Linked DNA regions of Rattus norvegicus: region 1 is linked to region 2. A link is a contact called in public Hi-C data. All regions are on one chromosome and are shown on one strand. The core of a region is the stretch at or near the end of the contact, and the rest is flanking DNA. Distances in the headings are between cores, read along the strand shown. Region 1 holds the start of Cldn1 (claudin 1). Region 2 overlaps Il1rap (interleukin 1 receptor accessory protein).

Evidence for each region. Hi-C and Micro-C count contacts between places; a contact is called where the count stands out from the background.
Region 1: a Hi-C map of liver shows a contact between it and region 2, with 2.9 times the contacts expected there. The contact joins the promoter of Cldn1 here to the enhancer-like site in region 2. A contact is called at or near these places in 3 of 12 Hi-C or Micro-C datasets (kidney and liver).

What each region holds. Positions count from the first base shown.
Region 1 is chr11:87,924,551-87,928,881 of GRCr8, reverse strand. It overlaps Cldn1 (claudin 1), which reads right to left and starts at 2,506. Exons shown (of 4, transcript NM_031699.3): 1 at 2,105-2,506. The coding sequence starts at 2,327.
Region 2 is chr11:87,589,062-87,592,868 of GRCr8, reverse strand. All of the region lies in intron 8 of Il1rap (interleukin 1 receptor accessory protein), which reads left to right. It overlaps LOC120095686 (a long non-coding RNA gene), which reads right to left. Exons shown (of 7, transcript XR_005491433.2): 7 at 1,550-3,807. Among named protein-coding and RNA genes, the nearest start is that of Il1rap, 110 kb to the left of the region's middle. Within about 2 kb of position 2,203, at least 29 of the 93 cell types and tissues checked have an H3K27ac peak or open chromatin away from gene starts, as enhancers often do. A contact at or near this core is called in liver, where this site is marked.

The DNA of each region.
Region 1 (4,331 bases), core at 1,257-3,756, 340 kb before region 2:
ACACACTCTTCTATCTTGTACTTAGGTGAAGTGGGCTAGCTGGCAAAGCTCGCAGGTACAATATTAGGAAACCCAGAGCTGTGCTTCTCATCTCAAAACATCTCACAAGAGGTAAAACTCATGAGACCCCTCCCCCCATCCACGCACACACAGAGAGATAAACCTTTTCATCTCTAGGCGTCAGAGAACTACACCAAAACCAGCCAGTGAATCACCAACCATATCTCTTCACCAGGTAGGCGTGAACACCACAGCTCAGGTGGAGAAACAGAGACAAGTTTTCTGGGTCTGGTCCAAAGGCACCTACTGAATCACTGCTCACCTGGGAGAGAAGTGTGAGTCAAGGCTCACGCTCCTGGGAATTGGTTTGTGGAGAGAGCCTACTAGACTCCATCTTGAATAAACGACAGCTTTAACCAGAACAGAAGAAGCTGTTCTTCATTAAAACAAATCAACAAACAAGCAATTTTTGAAAACTCTTAGCAATGGAAGGATAATCAATTCTTTTTATCACAGTTTTAGGAAACATAATAACTATATTTAAAGGGAATAAATTATAATCAACCAACAATTTAATGCATTATTCTGGGTAGGGGTGATCTGAATATTTGCTGCACGGACCACTATTCTAGCCAGCCATTTGGGAAAATTAAACCCGATAAAATAAGGAATTTGGATTAGAGGAATAAAACTGAGAGGGAAGCTCTGAGAGGGAGCTTGCTATAGCACAACCCACCTGCCAGGCCCGCAATATGGTTCTGGAATGCCTGGCACCATTTTCTTAAATGCATTTCTCTTTCCACTGGGCAAATTCATCATTTCCCAACGGCTAACAGCCTGAGCATATCCCAGGAGGGTAATAAACAACACACACCTTCCAAACATATAGATTACGTTTGACAGAGGAGTCTGGATGTGGAGACAAAACCATGCCAGCTCACTACATTCTACGGGTACTCAAAGTGCCAAGCTGATCTGTGGCAGGTCTCATAACTATAAATCGAAGTGCTTCTGCTGGGACAGATGAAGAGCTTCGCTCTCATAAGACAGGGGCAGTGCTAGCACTGTTCACAGCAGCATTCCCAGAGGACTGTGGAATACCTTAGGCAAAGGCTAAGGGAACTCTTCGTCCTGTGAATTAAAGGGCAGGGCAGACCCACAGAACACATCCAATGTGATTTCTCCAGGAAGAGGAAATGACCTGTAGGAGTTGAGTGGCTTTCTGACAGAGCACTGAAAAAAGTTTTAGCCGAAAGTGAAGGCGAACACATTTTATCACCTGTCTTTCTAGAATCAGTAGAAATGTCCCTGCCTACACATGCCTTTCTCACTTTACATATGAGGAGCAGTCCATCAGTGCACAGACATTCCTTTACAGAAGGCAAAACGTGAGAATAACCTTTCTTCGACATGCCGCCGGGGTTATTCAGAATCATTCTCTTTAGTGACCCACTCCCCAGATGCCACCAGCCCCCCCCCCCCCCCCCGGTCTCATTCTAAACTTGTACTGCAGAAGCTGACTCTTCTGCAGATCCTAAGCCTTTGGGGGAGCGGAGTGGGGGTGGGGGTGGATCTCAAGTGGTTCTTCAAGGAGGAAACCCAAAAGACCGAAAGAGTAAACCTTAACTGTGACTTGGAAAAAGTCTTGAAACAAGTAAAAAAAAAAAAATCCACTCAAGGCTTGAAAACCTATAAAGTGTGCCATTTTCTTGTTCAAACCCTCCTAGAATGAATGTGCAGAATAAGCCCAAAAGTCTAAGTTACACAGTGGTCTTCATTCTCCCAATCTCCCCCACCTTGATTGGAATTTGATGGGGAAAAAAATCACACCTAAAAGGGCAGAGGGTGCCAAGCAGAGAGACTTAGAGGCAAATCTAGGGCTTTGACCTGAAGCTCTGGTTCTCGGTTCTCTCTGCTTTCTCACAACAGACCAACAGAACACATGCTGAGAAGCCTTGACCAACTTTGAGGTTAGCCTCCTATAATCCCAGGGCAGCTCTGGCTGAATGAAGCTACTACAGAGGACAAGGGCTCCGAGGCTGGGGAGTGGGGATAGAGAGGGCTGGGGAGAGTGGAGAGGATTGGAGGATGAGGGTGCACTCACTATTCAGATTCAGCAAGGAGTCGAAGACTTTGCACTGTATCTGCCCGGTGCTTTGCGAAACGCAGGACATCCACAGTCCCTCGTAGATGGCCTGAGCAGTCACGATGTTGTCCCCAGCATAGGAGTAAATCTTCCATTGGGGCAGGGCAGTGCTGACGATAGAGCCGATCCATCCCAGCGAAGCCAGGATGAAACCCAGAAGCTGCAACCCCGCGTTGGCCATGGCTCTTTTCTGAGGCTCAGTGGCAGGTGCAGAAAGCGGAGTTTGCAAAGTGCGCGCTTGGGCTCCCCGAAGGTGATGGAGTCTCAGCCAGGAGGTTAGCGCTGATACCCCTGCTCCCTGTGCGGCTGCGGGCGAGGCTCCTGGCTTCTGGTCCGGGTCGGTGGTGGAGTCTGGAAGTGAGAAGTGGTGGAGTTCTCTGGGACACCAAACCGCCCGGCGCTGCGATTTAAAGCAGCTCCGCCCCTCCCGGCATGCAGCGCCCCCTGGTGGTTTCGTGGCCAAATCCCCACAAGGGTCCTCGCAGGCCTCCTGCGTGGTCGCGGATGACTTTTGAGCGACCTGGGGACCAACTGAAAAGAATCAGGCTTCCCTACCCGCTCCTCCTCATGTCTCTCCTAGCACTTGGTAGGCATTTTCTTCATTTCACCCGGTAGTTAATACAAAAATTACATCTGTGTAAATGCAAAAAAACCCATAAAGATGAAAAAACTGGAGGGAGATAAAAAACCTATTTTCATTTTTAATATCGTCTCAATATTTTATTCAGGAATACAACTAACTTGATACTTCGGTATTCCCTTCCTCCTCAGGGCACCTCTTGTTTGATTAGCTTCCTCCTCTTTCATTTTTGGGCCTGGTGTTCCCCTCTGTTCTTCAAGATTATTCCATTAGATTTCTCTCCCATTTCTCCCAGGCGCATTGGAGATCAGGGAAGAGCTACCCAGAGAGTGCCACAGGGCAGGTTTCTAGTATATCCAGAACTTAGTTCTCAGATCTGTGTGCTTCCCACCGCATTTTTAGGAAAAAATATATATCCTTTTAGTTTTTAATCTTCCTTTTGAAAATGCAGCTCACTATCGACTACATCCAATGCTCGTGCGCTCTCATGCGCGCGCGCATACACACACACACACACACACACACACACACACACAGAGAGAGAGAGAGACACGCACATGCACACACTCACACACCTACCTTTTCCTTAAAACAATTTCCTTAGCCTAGCAGCTCCATATTCGAGGTGCTCGAGCAGTGAAGACTTATCAGATGGAATCCAGCCAGTTCCCCCCCAGTCTCTCCCAGGTGAAAGAGCCACGCTTGGATGATGTATCTTTTCAGCGCTCTGGCTTCCGACCAGGCAGTAATGGTTAAACCATCTCTGCAGGCTTTGATCTAGGCAGCCTCTAGCTGCCCTCTCCCGGTCTATACAGCTTTCTTGTTTGCTGCTACTCAGAAGCCCACGTTGCGGTTGAGAATAATTAAAATGTTTTCTCAGCTATTATTTTGTCTGTGGTGTGAGTGTGGTGGAAAGAGAAGCTTCTACGGCTTTAGTAAAAAACAGGAGAATCTAAGGCCGAAATAAACATACGAATGAAAACAAGGGATGCTTCCATACATGCTAAGAAAAGTACTAGCCTGCCACCAGGTAGAAACATTAAAAACAAAATAAAACCACCAATAACCAAAGAAGCCCTACCACCCTCACTCCCGTGCTGGCTGTTCTTTTCAGACCAGCTTAGGGATAAAAACCCAGATCTGGTGTTGTCAGGGACTTAGGGAGTATAAGGACTACAGGACTCAGATTGGAGATAGCGAGATTTAAACAAGGGCTCATTGTCTAGGTTCTGCTCTCAGCTTTTTCAAACACAAAGGATCCCTAAATAAGATCTGTAGGTAGGCAAGGCCTTGGCAGGCTCGTGCCCTGAGGCCCTGCGGTAGTACTTCAGTACCTCTCTGTGGAGTCAGAGGAATATTCCCCTGGTATCTAGTGTCTGTCAGGGAAGATAAAACGTCAATCATGCTTGGAACACAGAATTCCCCGAAGACCTGTGCAGTGTCATATGATCGTATCAATTTCTGCTGCAGTTTTTCAGAGCCCCTTTCAAAAATAGGATTTGAATTCATTCAATATAGTTGTGCCTTAGGACCCATTTCTCTCAAGCTGCAATTGGCACGGAATTCGAGGCATGGATTCTGTTTTGTTTTTGTTTTGCTTTTAAT
Region 2 (3,807 bases), core at 954-3,453:
AGATGGGTGTGCTTAATCATACGAGAAGCCGCCAAGCCAGTTGCCAAGTAGGTTTGCTACTGCACGTTGCCAGCATCAGTACCCAGAACCTTCACATGCGCTCCTTTCTCACCAGTGTTTGGAGATGTCAACTGTCAGTAACTCTAGTCATGGTAGTGTATGAATGTTTGCAACTCATTGAAGTTGGTCTTTGAGGCATTGGTGATGTTGAAAGCTTTGGTATAAGCTCATTGGTTAACAACCATCCTTTCTGCAAAGCCATTAAAAGCCTTCAGTCATTTTCAGCCAGATCATTTGTTTGAAAGTTAAGGTGATGAATAACTCACACTACACATGCACATACAATACAGTACATGCATATGCATGCCTGTACATACAAACACCGAATGCAATGCTTTGTTAACTATAAAATTCTTAGCTACTTCCGTCCAGCTTGTGAATTTATTTATTTTTTGAAAGATTTGTTTTTGCCTATGTGCACAAGTATTTTACCTGTATAAATATACATATACAAGTGTGTGTGTGTGTGTGTGTGTGTGTGTGTGTGTGTGTGTGTGTCTTCAGAGGCTAGAAAAAAGACCTCAGATCCACTGGATCAAATGTATACTACCATGTAGGTTCTGGGAAATGAACTTCAGTCCCCTAAAAAGGCAGCTACTGGGCCGCATGAGTTGATGTTTTGATAAGCAAAATTCTAAACAATTTGAAAAGGCTCGTTTTGCTGGTCTCTTTTTTTATGAATTGGTACTTTCTGAATTATGTACTCACTAATCTCTTTTGTGTTAGATCAAAAGAGATTATGCTCTGTTTAGAGATGTCTCTCTTCTGTTTAGGCTGTGTTCAATCGCAGACTACAGCTTTCAGGGTATGCGTTACAGATTGACGTTTGAGATTGGTTTTGTTCTCTTTCTCCCCAGAAATGCTTGTTCTGACATCATTTTGAACATGTTTCACATTTTTTTTCTTAAATTGTCTTGAAATGAGGTAGAAAATGTAGCCCAATGCCTCTGTGACTTCTGCATCCTTTAACCAATTGACTTAATTATCTAGCCTGTGTTTAGTCTAATAACATTTTATTAATATAGATTTGAATTATTAAATCAGAAACACTGCACCTTCTTTTCTTTTTCAAGATAATTTCACTACTTTGGAACTACATTTTTTCTTACATATCTCAGTACCAACTTATCAATTTCTAAATAAAATTCTGCTAGGATTTTGATTGGGACTCAATTAAATTTGTGAGGAATATTGATTACAACAATATTACATCTACCATTCCTTAAAGATAACAGATCTTTTTATAGTCTTAGTAATTTATTTAATCAATTTCAGAAAATATTTGAGGTATATAGGGCTTTATTGAATATTATCAAATTTGTTTCTAAATATTGTAATTTCAGGCTGCCAGTTTATTTTTAAGTTTTCCTCTCTAATTGCTTATCAATAAAGCATAGAAATACAATTAATTGATTTTTACCTGCTGATCTTTATCTGATCTTCCCAAATTAGGTGGTTGTCACATGTTTTGCTTTTCTCTCTCTTCTTCTTTTTCTTTTAGACAAAGCTTTCACGTGTCAGTTTTCTGCTTATTTTCAAGGATGCACCCTCTTTCTCCACTGGGAGATACGGTCATAGATTGTGTTTATTATTTCCTTACAATCTTTTCAGAACCTACAGAGACTAGGTGACTCATTTTGTCCTATATGATTCATACTATTTTGACGAACACATCTTCTACTTGAATGTCTCCATTGATCCTTCCTGTTTACTCTTCACAGTGTTCATTTTTAAAAGCCTCCACAGACACATTTTAATGTGAATTTTAAAGTGCTTCCCTAGTTGTTAAATCATCCCTGACAAGTCTGAATCTTATTTTTACTTGCTATTTCTTTTGGATATTGATGCTTTTATTTTTTTTCCTATCCTGTGTTTTGTCATTATTCTGAGCCTGCTATATTTTGTGAGAATGTTAACTTCAACATAGTAGTCTCTACTCTCATCTCTCACTATAGGTCATAGCAAAAATTAAACACTCTCATGACTGACTTTCTTTTCTGAACCTAAATATCTAAATATACCTTTGGTAATTTTTAGAAAGAAAAAGATGCAATAATCATGGGCTTATCTTACTCTTACCAGTTCTCCAATGTGAAAAGCAAATCAATATTATTTTAGATACTGGAGTGACTTCAGTTCCACATCAGTTACGTCTATTACCAACAGTAAGGTCAGAGGTTGTCACACCCATCAATTTTTCAGGACAATTCAGAGTTCTCTGTTTTGATTTCATTTTAATCAAGCACTCTTTTGTTAACATTTCAGACAATGGTCATCACAATTTTCAAATGCATGGTGAATTTAGTACTGATTAGCTCTGGGCTCTACAACAGGGGACATTTGAAAGTCCTGGCTGCTGCCATGTGGAGGGGAAACTCAGTAGATTATAAGCCAACTGCAACAGTGAAGATAAATAACTTGGGTTGCCAAGGACAAAGATGATTGTAGAGCCAGAACCCGACAGGGGACAGGGCTAGCTCGGGGTTGTGCATTCTTTTCACAACAATTGCTGACTGGGCATACGGACTTTAGAGACAATTACTAATACAGAACACCAAAGTGAATTTTCATTTGGAGAGTAAAAATAAGCAAATGTCGGCATTTGGCTACATTCTCATTGAGACTTTAGTGGAATCGATGAGAGCGGGAGTCCAGCGTGGGCAGATTGCATCATTCCTTTCTGTTTTTAAACTTTTTTGTCTGAAATTGCATCAGTGTACGATCATTGTGCCGAATGCCAAGACCCGGAGCAGGAAGGACACAAAGTATAGACCAAGGGTCACTTCCCTGTAAGGTCACTCTGTTTTACAAGACAGCCCTGTAGAACACAGCCTGTGCACAGCTCCAGCCATTTAAAACAGGAAGCTCAGTGGATTATTTCTTTTAGGGGCCAGTTATTATGTGGTATTAGGGAATGTTCATTAGCAAAACGACTATAGAAAACACAGTCTGTAAATATGAACCACATCAATGGTAATACAGAACAAAGTTGGAAAACCCAAGTAAAATAAAAGAGGCAATAGAAATACGTGATGCCAGAGAGAAATTGATGGGGTAATTGATCTTTTGGTCATTAAGCAAGACCTCTATTGACATTTGGAAAAACACACATTTAAAAAAAAGTCCTTATCTTAAGGCCAGCATGGGAGCATGCTAGTAACAACACTCTACTGGCCAGTTCCAGAGTATTCCCTCTACTAGATATGTGATACACTGGAGTCAGGTCAATGAACTTGAAAGTTAAAGATTCATCTCTAAGTTTGAGAAGTTTGGACTCAGCTCCAGGATGCATACCATGTTTGCATTGGGATGAAATATTGTCTTAAAGGTCGTGCCCATCCCTCCAGCCTATGATCAATAATCTAACACCATGACTGCATTACTCAAAGATATGTATACTTTTCGAGAACCTGGAAAGCAGTCTAGCCCTGGAGAAGATTCTCCCACACCTTGTCCTAGCAGACACTTGGGACCTACACTGCTCGGATGCTTACAGCAGCTTTCTCTATGCTGCCTCGCGACTATTAGAGCCCGCCTACCACAGTCTTACTCCATATTCAGCCCATCACACCATCCGCTTTGAAAAAGCACCAGTAGGAATTTTTAAATTAACCAAATGAATTACTCCCTTACTTCTTTACTTCCCTGCATTAGATTTTTAGCCCTTCCTGTCTCCTCATGGTTCTGTCTCCCAAGCTCCTGTCATATACATGCCAAGGAAGTCATTAGCAAACCAACCAATACTAA